Regions from separate parts of the Mus musculus genome. Here all the other regions are linked to region 3. A link is a contact called in public Hi-C and HiChIP or PLAC-seq data. All regions are on one chromosome and are shown on one strand. Each heading gives the region's core, a stretch centred on a gene start, on an enhancer-like site or on the middle of the called end of the contact. The rest is flanking DNA. Distances are from core to core; before and after follow the strand shown.

Evidence for each region. A called contact is a pair of places that touch in the nucleus more often than the background predicts. HiChIP or PLAC-seq counts read pairs in DNA pulled down with a chosen protein or histone mark.
Region 1: an H3K27ac HiChIP or PLAC-seq map of heart atrium shows a contact between it and region 3, with 2.6 times the contacts expected there. The contact joins the enhancer-like site here to the promoter of Map10 in region 3. A contact is called at or near these places in 3 of 39 promoter capture datasets (macrophages, maxillary cranial neural crest and second pharyngeal arch cranial neural crest), 3 of 484 Hi-C or Micro-C datasets (CD4 T cells, CD8 T cells and nephron progenitors), 2 of 115 datasets of contacts at active chromatin or transcription factors (embryonic stem cells and heart atrium) and 1 of 9 other capture datasets (adipose tissue).
Region 2: a Hi-C map of uterus shows a contact between it and region 3, with 2.7 times the contacts expected there. The contact joins the enhancer-like site here to the promoter of Map10 in region 3. A contact is called at or near these places in 3 of 39 promoter capture datasets (frontonasal cranial neural crest, maxillary cranial neural crest and second pharyngeal arch cranial neural crest), 3 of 484 Hi-C or Micro-C datasets (CD4 T cells, cranial neural crest and uterus), 1 of 115 datasets of contacts at active chromatin or transcription factors (embryonic stem cells) and 3 of 9 other capture datasets (adipose tissue, liver and pancreatic islet).

Annotation. Positions count from the first base shown.
Region 1 is chr8:125,754,743-125,757,889 of GRCm38.p6, forward strand. All of the region lies in intron 32 of Pcnx2 (pecanex homolog 2), which reads right to left. Among named protein-coding and RNA genes, the nearest start is that of Gm39285, 4.1 kb to the left of the region's middle. Within about 2 kb of position 1,514, at least 49 of the 459 cell types and tissues checked have an H3K27ac peak or open chromatin away from gene starts, as enhancers often do. A contact at or near this core is called in adipose tissue and heart atrium, where this site is marked.
Region 2 is chr8:125,778,295-125,781,460 of GRCm38.p6, forward strand. All of the region lies in intron 25 of Pcnx2 (pecanex homolog 2), which reads right to left. The region is part of intron 2 of Gm39284 (a long non-coding RNA gene); the gene reads left to right. Among named protein-coding and RNA genes, the nearest start is that of Gm39284, 5.7 kb to the left of the region's middle. Within about 2 kb of position 1,532, at least 1 of the 459 cell types and tissues checked has an H3K27ac peak or open chromatin away from gene starts, as enhancers often do. A contact at or near this core is called in uterus, where this site is marked.
Region 3 is chr8:125,668,436-125,671,278 of GRCm38.p6, forward strand. It overlaps Map10 (microtubule-associated protein 10), which reads left to right and starts at 1,383. Exons shown (of 1, transcript NM_028908.3): 1 at 1,383-2,843. The coding sequence starts at 1,435.

The sequences.
Region 1 (3,147 bases), core at 264-2,763, 86 kb after region 3:
TGTGGTGTTGCAGACACCTGCACAACCTGTGTCCAGGAAAGCCAGGTCCACCCGGAGAGACCCAGCAGTGGTTGGAGGTGACCATTTAACCTTTGGTCACAGTGACGGTGTCTTCCTTTCCAAAGGGCATTTATTGGCGACCTGCCTGGGTTTCCTCTGGGCTGTGAAGATGGAAGTCTCAACTTGAGGTGATGTATGGGGTCCCCAGAACTGGTGCTGGCTTCTCTGGGCTGAGCTGCCCGGGGCCTCTCTGTCTTGAGCACAAGGGAACTGCCTTGGCCCTGAAGGTCCCCGTTGAGAAGCCAGTCCGATATGGCTTCTTCTAAAAGGGTGGATATTGTGAGCAAGGAGTCCAGAAAGGCCAAGCTTCTGTGATTTCTAAAGCTGATCTCTGTCTAAAGCCCTCCCCAGGTCAGTGTTCTTCACCCACACTAGGCAGGGCCTTCTGCTGATCCAAAGAGCAAGGAAAAGATGCCTACAGAGCATCAAAAGGGAGCTATACATAGTCCATGCAAGACAAAGGGCCTCCCTAGTCCTGAAGCGTCAGCTACTCTGTGTGTTTGTGTGTGTGTGTGTGTGTGTGTGTGTGTGTGTGTGTGTGTGTTATACTTGTGTGCACATTCACATGTGTGTGGTGAGGCCAGAGCTGATGCTAGGCGTCATCCTCTATTGCTCTTTGTTCCATGGTGATTGGCCACCAAGCCCCAGGGGTCCTCCTCTCTACCTGCCTCACAGTGCTGGGATTAAGGGCTGCTGTTGAGGATCTGAACTTGGACCCAGGCTCAGGCAGCATGCCTTGTACACACTGAGCCGTCTTCCTAGTTCTGCCTCACATGCTCTTTCAGCTTTTCATTGCTCTTCTTTTTTTTTTTCTCAATTTTAATTTTACAAACAACACTGAGCATCAAGAAAGCCACGTTAAAATCACCGCGCTTCCCAGACTCATTATTTTACAATTAACTTATTTTTTTTCCAACGGCCGCATTATCACATCATGAGCATTTCTAGGGAAAAACCTTCAGACCTGAATGGAAATGCAATGTGAATTACGCTCCTTGGTTCATTACGTTTGCTTTGTCTTTGATCATTTGCTGGGAGGTTGTGGCGAGAATCCTTAGTGATATAAAATAGCAGCCCTTCTCTCTGGTGTGGACTCAGGCTAGTGATGGGTTTGTATCCACTTGTAAGTAGGTCATCAGGCTCAATGCGAGGCTATCTCTCCTGTGATGTTTACTGTTTAGCGTGATGAGGTGACTCTGACTTGTGAGAAACTGTGTGAGGTTGTCACATGGAACTCCTGGCAGTGGGCACGAGTGTGAAGTGCCCAGCACTTCGGTGTGGTGGCCTAGGCTGGCCTGCTTATTGGATTCTGGCCAGGCACCAGCGCTCTCGGCTTCTGACAAAGGATCAGAACTGGAAGGAAAGACAGGAACCAAGGCAAGGAGCAAAGACAAGGCAGGGCAGTCATGGGAGGTGAGCCCATCATGGCGAGTCTCTTGTAAGACAGTTTCCTGTCAGTCAGAGGAGTGGTGAACGGTCCTGCTAGAACTGTACACTCACTACAGCTGAGCGCCTGACTCCTTCCTACCTTGCTCTTCCCAGAGGCATGTTTCTCACCCTTTTGTGGCTGCGTGCCTTTCTATCACATGACAGCTAGCACTTAGGGTCTGAAGGAGAGCTGGCTCCCCCAGGCTCGGGAGTGGCATCCAGTTGGTGGTGCTGTTTTGGGAGGCTGGAACTTTTGGGTGGTGGCAGCTCCCTGGAAGATGTGGCTCATGGGGAGCTGGGCAGACCTTGAAGTTTACTGCCCAGCCGCTTCCCTCCGAGCACAGTCTGCCGCTCTGATGATCAGATGCAGACTGAGCCTGCGTGCTCCCCACCCCCCTGAGGGACTCTCTCTCCTGAGTTAGTCGATTGGGCTTCTCTGTGAAGAGCATGAACTTGTGTGCTTCTAGAGGCGAAGGAAGAGAAACACAGCCATTAGCTCTTTCTTTGAAAGGGGAAGGAGCGTGTCTCCTCTCTGCCTTCCTTGTTCTCCCAGTCTGCTGGACACAGGCTCGGCTGCAGTGCCCAATTACCTCATCTTGCTAGGCCTGGGGGTGGGGGTGGGGATCTTGGCTATCTACCATGTTCCTGTCTCCATTCCTGCCCACAGTAGGGAGGGAGTTGCTTCAGGGGGAATGGATTGTCAGTTTTACCCACCAGAAGGATGGCCACTGTTAAGTGGGCCCCTTGCCAGCCAGGGGGCAGGGCAAGGCTATGGCAGTCAGAGGTGTAGCCAGGGGTACAGATGGGAGGCTGGGAGTGTGTGGGTGTCCTGGGGCTCAACACTGTCAGGGCTAGGACAGGATAGCAGCCAAAGGGAGACCACAGTGGGTAGGAATAGGGGCTCAGGGACTGTCCTTCCTCCTCAGAATCCCAGCTTGGCTGCTTACTAGTTGGGTACCTAAGGGTAGTAACTTGCCTTCTCTGTGCCTTGTATCTCCATCTGGGAAGGGAAGACAGAACACTCCTGAGGGTCTAGAGCCATGGAGTGTGTAAAGGACCCTCATGTGGTATCCTAAGACTGGCACTGTGCCAACAGTCTCTGTAGTACAGATCACATGGGACGCAGAGCAAGGAAGACACCACAAGCTAGGTCAGGGCTGGGAGAGCCTCAGCCTAGGACTGATTAGATTTGAGGGCTGGGAGCCCAGGCTCTGGGGTATTTTAGTTCAGAGCTGGGCTGGACTCAGAATAGTTTTAAGAAGCAATAATCAAACCATTGCCTGCTTTAGCTTTTTTGTTTTGTTTTGTTTTTCAAGACAGGATTTCTCTGAGTAGCCCTTGCTGTCCTGGAACTCACTCTGTAGTCCAGGCTGGCCTCGAACTCAGAAATCCGCCTGCCTCTGCCTCTCAAGTGCTGGGATGTGCCACCAATGCCCGGCTTTAGCTTTTCAAATATCTTGCATCAACGCAGGCCCTCTTCATCTGGTGGTAAGGGGGGAGGGGGAACTGCCATAGCCTGGGTCTTGAACTGGCTTCAGCAGCTAAGGGTACTGCTCGGCCCTGAAAAGGCAAAGCCATTCCTTCACCAAGAAGGGCCTGCCAGGGCCTCTGACACACTCGCTCTGGCCAGATGTGCCAGCAACAAGAACAAGAAAGTGC
Region 2 (3,166 bases), core at 282-2,781, 110 kb after region 3:
AAGATGTTGAGGTGTGTGCCTCACACATGTAATCCCAAGGTTTGGATGTAGAGACAGGACCATGCCTGGAGCTTGCTGGCTAGCCAGTCCAGCCAAACCGCCAAACTCCAGGTTCAGTGAGAGACTCTGTCTCAACAACAATAAAAATAATAATGTGGTGAGCCACTGAAGAAAGCACCCAGAGTCAACCTCTGGCCTCTACACACATGTGCAAACAACATACACACACACATCTCATACACATATGTGCAAACATACACATGAATGTCACCCACATGTGTTAATATACTCAAAATGTCATACACATGTGCAAACATACCACCGAATGTCATGTATGTATGCAAATATACCCATGGATGTCACACATGTGTGAAAACATACACATGAATGTCACACACATGTGCTAACATACCTACAATGTCATACACACGTGCAAACATACCCACGAATGTCAGCCATATGTGCAAACACACATGAATGTCATACATATGTGCAAACATACACATGAATGTCACACATGTGTACAAACATACACATGAATGTCACACACATGTGCTAACACATCCACAATGTCATACACATGTTCAAACATATCCACGAATGTCAGGCATATGTGCAAACACACATGAATGTCACACATATGTGCAAACATACACATGTCATAAATGTGTGCAAACGTACACACACAAATGTCATACACACATGTGCAAACATACGCATGTTATACACACAAACGTACACACACCTACACACAAATACATTTAAAAAGTGGAGTTGGAGGCTGGAGAGATAGCTCAGCGGTTAAGAGCCCTGACTGCTCTTCTGAAGATCCTGAGTTCAAATCCCAGCAACCACATGGTGGTTCACAACCACCCACAGTGAGATCTGGTGCCCTTGTCTGGTGTGTCTGAAAACTTCTACAGTGTACTTACATATAATAAATAAAATCTAAAAAATAAATAAATAAATAAAAATAAATAAAAAGTGGAGTTAATCAAAGCTTCCGTGCACACCAGGCAGCCTGATGCACGATGAATGCTGAAATGCGTAAGTCTGTAATCATCGCGGAGAGAAAGTCCTCCCTGCACTCACTCCACTTCTAGGCCAGAAGAGCAGGGGAACCGACTGGACTCTGAGGAGGAGGCCTTCCTAGGTCATGGGTCATTCCAAACTGCCTCCTCCTCACAGGGCTTTCCTGAGTGCAGGACTCCAAGGTGGTGGGGACTCTGCTAGCGCTGAGGGACACACCCTGTCCACCTAGACCTGCCAAACACACCAGCAAGCCTTAGGCTTCCCTACTCAGAAAGGAAGGAAATTATGTGTGCGAGCGTCCACTGGAGACAACATTCTGTTTTTATGGATGAAGTCTGGGACCCAGGGAGTTAGAAGACCCCTCAAGCTATCCAGACATAAACCATAAAGCCATGATGAAGGGTCAACTGTTGCCAAGACGAAGAGAATTCTACAGAGTTTTAATATTAGTGGGAGGGCTGTGTGTGGATCTCCAGCTAAGATAAAACTTTGAGTTGGATCAGCTGTGAGTGAGATTAGGCTACAGGGCTAGTTTCACACGTCCCCACGGGCCAGTGATTATGGGGTCAGCCAAACCGTGAGAAGGCTGATAACATCTCCCACAGACAGGAGCGTAAATCTTGCTTTTAGTTGTTTTCTAGCTCCAACGGGAATGGGTCGCTACATCCCTACTGTACCTTCAGTGTCCCTTCTGCAAGGCTCACCAAGATGCTGAGCAGAGAGAACGGCCTGCAGGGTGGGACCACATTAAAATCTGAAGGGAGTCTGAGAAAATGAGATTTAAAATTTTAATAACAAATAGACTTGAAAAATGTTTAGACAATCCTTACCTCAGTCTTTCCTTATTTAACCCCCTCCCTCCCTCCCTCCTCCTTCTCTCCATTCTCCTCCCCTCCCTCCTTTTTCTCTTCTGTCTTCCTTTCCCTCCCTCCTCCTTTCCCCCTCCATTCCCCTCCCTCTTCCTCCTCCCCTCTCTCCTTCTTGTCTTTTGTCCTCCTTCCCCTCCCTCCTCCCCTCCTTCATCTCCCTTCCTCATCTCCCTCCTTCCCTCCGTCCTTCCCTCCCTCCTCCCCTCCTTCCCCCTCCTCCCCTCCTTCATGTCCCTTCCTCCTCTCCCTCCTTCTCTCCCTCTTTTCCCCTCCTTCCCTTCCCTCCTCTCCCTTCTCTTCCTCTCTCCTTCCTTTTTCCTTTCTTCCCTCTCCTCCTCTTCCACCATCCCATCCCCCCCTCACCTCCCTTTTCCATTTCTATTTCCTTCCCTCCCTCGTTTCCTCTCATCTTCTGCTGCCCTCCCCTTTCTATTCACAGTAACAACCCTAAATGTGCTTATCAAAACTTGCCTCCTTCTCAGTAGCAGCCCAGAGCACCCTGTCTCCTCTAGTACATCAACTCCAGTGGTCACCACCCCCTTCAGGGCAAACAGATCCCCAGTGCAGTCCTGGGATCCTGTTTCCTCTTCCCCCATTTGTTTGCTTTGCTCCTTTCTTAGCCTGGCCAAGCACCGTAACCTCTGTAACACCCTTGAACATGTAAGGACTTGGAGCTTCCTGTCCTCGGCTTACTTTTCCTTTGGTTATTCCCATCCTGCCTTCCATGCTCACACTTAGAATGCCAGTGTGGCTTAGGGGAAACCATACTGTAGTCTTCACATGCCCCTTTAAAGTTGTCACCCATAGACTCAGTAAGCTTTCATGCATTCCAACATTTGTACCCGATTCCCCACTCAGCCCATTCATCTGGTGTCAAGTCCCAGGACAGTGGAGGGCTGGTGCCTGCCTGATACCAGTGACAGATTAGTGCCATCCCACACCAACAGTGACAGGCTAGTGCCATCCCACACCAACAGTGACAGGCTAGTGCCATCCCACACCAGCAGTGACAGGCTAGTGTCATCCCACACCAGCAGTGACAGGCTAGTGCCATCCCACACCAGCAGTGACAGGCTAGTGCCATCCCACACCAGCAGTGACAGGCTAGTGCCATCCCACACCAGCAGTGACAGGCTAGTGCCATCCCACACCAGCAGTGACAGGCTAGTGCCATCCCACACCAGCAGTGACAGGCTAGTGCCATCCCACACCAGCAGTGACAGGCTAGTGCCATCCCACACCAACAGTGACAGATTAGTGTCATC
Region 3 (2,843 bases), core at 133-2,632:
CCAACAAGAAGCTGGTAAGAACCCAGCATATTTTGGTGCCTGTGGAGGGTGGAGCATCACAGCTGATAGTTGGTCACCTGCTTCCCTCCTTCCCTTGATGGTGTAACTGAGGGAGCCAGGACTATATGACTGCATATGTGTTTTTCTACTCTATCCTTGTGACTGTGCTACCATCCTGACAGTGAGACAGTGACGTGTGTGTGTGTGTGTGTGTGTGTGTGTGTGTGTGTGTGTGTGTGAGAGAGAGAGAGAGAGAGAGAGAGAGAGAAGCACAAGGGTTGTGTCTGCCTCAGAATCACCCACAACATGAGACCAACACAACGTGTCTTTGTGAGCTCTGACTTAGATCAAATAAATAGGAAGGGAGACTCCTGATCTGCGTCTTATATGAGAGACCAGGGTTGGGAATCTTCGAGACACCCTGGAAGTTGTGGAGCTTCTGAACTTGGATCTGAGATGTAAAATCGTAAAATGGGCTGGTGCTAAATTCCTCTGTGCGTAGCTTGTGCACTACAGATCTCCAGTGGCAGACACTACTTTCACTCACCGCTCCTCCCAGACATATGTACCAATGCCATTTGCCTACTAACTGAACCAATCACTTCTTCCGCTCTCATGGCGGTGGTACTGGAGATTGTATGCAGTGAACAAGCACTCTTCCACTGAGCTGCACCTCCAGCCCTGACCCATCATTTTCAATACCTTAGGATAGTACATGATCCCTCTCCCCCGGCCCCTCATATTATATAGTAAAGACCCGAAGCTAGTGGGTTCCCATCCGTAGGGAATTCTGCATCAACTAACATAACAGAGTCTTTTTGAAGACACACCAGGGTGGTCAGATGTCAGGGTGGGAGGTGAGGGCTCTGGTGGGTGTTAGGGTGCACTGTCCCAATACACTGAGAGTTCCCCTACACCTGGGCGATGCAAGGTGGTCACGATGGAAGCTGAGGTCAAACCTCCTGAGGCTTCAAGAAGCCACAAGTCCGGTGAGGGCAGGATGGCCTACTAGTGGTCATTGTGTGAGAGGACAAAGAGAGGAAGGAGCCGGTGACAGAAGCTACAGCCTCTGACAGATGCACAGCAACCACAAAAAAGGTTGACTTGAGCAGTGGTCAGCAGGCTCTGAGGCCTAAATGGGCAGGGCGGCCCATTTACTTCCGGTACGTGATCCCTAAAGACGTAGGACCTGCGGTGATGAAATATAAAATAGAAATTATATTCATTTATATAAAATTTAGAGAGAGTGCTGCTTGAGCGCGTCTACTCCCTCAGCATCACGCAGCTGCTCCGACAAAACCCCATAGGCAAAAGAACTCCCAAGAGCACTCGGGGCCGGAAGTCAAGTCTCGCGAGGGCGCGGCCGGTCACGTGACCCTCGCTCCCGCTTCCGGTTGGCGGAGCGAGCTGGCGGCGTCGCCCGGGGCAACAGCAATGGCGACCACGGCGGCCGGGCGGCTCTTCTCGCTGGAGCTGCTCGTGGACTGGGTGCGGCTGGAGACCGGGCTGTCGCCGTGCGCCGCGAGCCCGGCTGTGGCGTTTCGCCTGCTGGACTTCCCGCCGCTGCTCGTCTTCCCGCCGGCCGCTCCTGGCCCGGAGCCCCAGCGCGGCGCCATCAGCTTCGGGCGCGGCAAGGCCTGCCTACTGCGCCTGCACCCTGCCGCCCTGCGGCGCCCGCGTCTGCGCGCAGCCCTGCTGCAACTGCCCGTGGGCCCGACTTCTGCGCCCGGCCTGGTGGGAGCTTGCGACATCCTGCTGGTCCCCTCCCTGGGCCAGCGAGGTGTATTCGCCCTGCGCGGGCCAGAGGCCGAGCGTGTTGGGGAGCTGGCGCTCTTCTATCGCCTGACCGAACTGGGACGCTTTTCCCCGGGGGTTCCGCAGCTGCGAGGCCCTCTGAGCCCTGCTTGTATCCTGGACTCCGAAGCCCTGGAGGTGTCAGAGCCAAGAACCGAGGAGACCTCGAAGCCATGCACCAAAGGCATCTCTGCCAGATGTCTACAGTGTGTCTCAAATGCACGCCTTCTGGAGGGCTCAGAGCCATGTGCCAAGGATACCAACAGCTGGTCTGCAGGGGACTCAGACGCCTCAGTTGTCCAGAAGTCCTGGGAAGAAGCGGTCTTACACAGTAAGGCTAGCTCTGGGGACATGGCTTCTGCCCCTTGTTCACCCGCTCCCAGTGGGAAAACTGTCAGTTCTGTCAGTCAGGATGTCACAGAACTGGACTTTGAAACCAACACATTTTGCCCTCCTCCACTGTATTACACTCACCTGACTCAGGAAAAGACTCCTTCAGCCAGGGTTGAAATCACTATTGAGCCTCAGAGAAATGAACCTGAGGATCTAGATGACATTTTTCCCGAAACAAAACTCGTAAGTCCTCCCTTAAGGCCAGTGAAACATACAAGAGCTGCAGTGCAGGAGAGCCCTCCTGTGCTTCCAAATCTTCCTCAGACTCAGGGTCCAGGAGAAGCGAACGAAGCTCCGTGTCCTCCTCAGATTGAACAAAGTCCAGTCAATGCTATAAGACAGCTGCCACTATTGAATGCTTTATTGATTGAGCTGTCCTTGCTGTGCAACCAGCCCGTGGCAAGCCCCACCCAGGTGCATCCCCATTTAGCCTGGTTGTACAGAGGTGAAGACAAGGGGCCAGACCCTTCCACCAAGTCCACATCCCCGTCGGAATCAAAGAGCAACAAGCTTTCTGTGCGAGAAAATGAAAAGTTGGTGAATCCCCAGTCTAAAAAGAACCCTAAAGGAAAACATCCAAAGATCGGTGGCAGCCCCCCACCAAAGGTTACAAAGGGGAGGCTGCTGTATGGCTTAACAAATACACTGAGACTGCG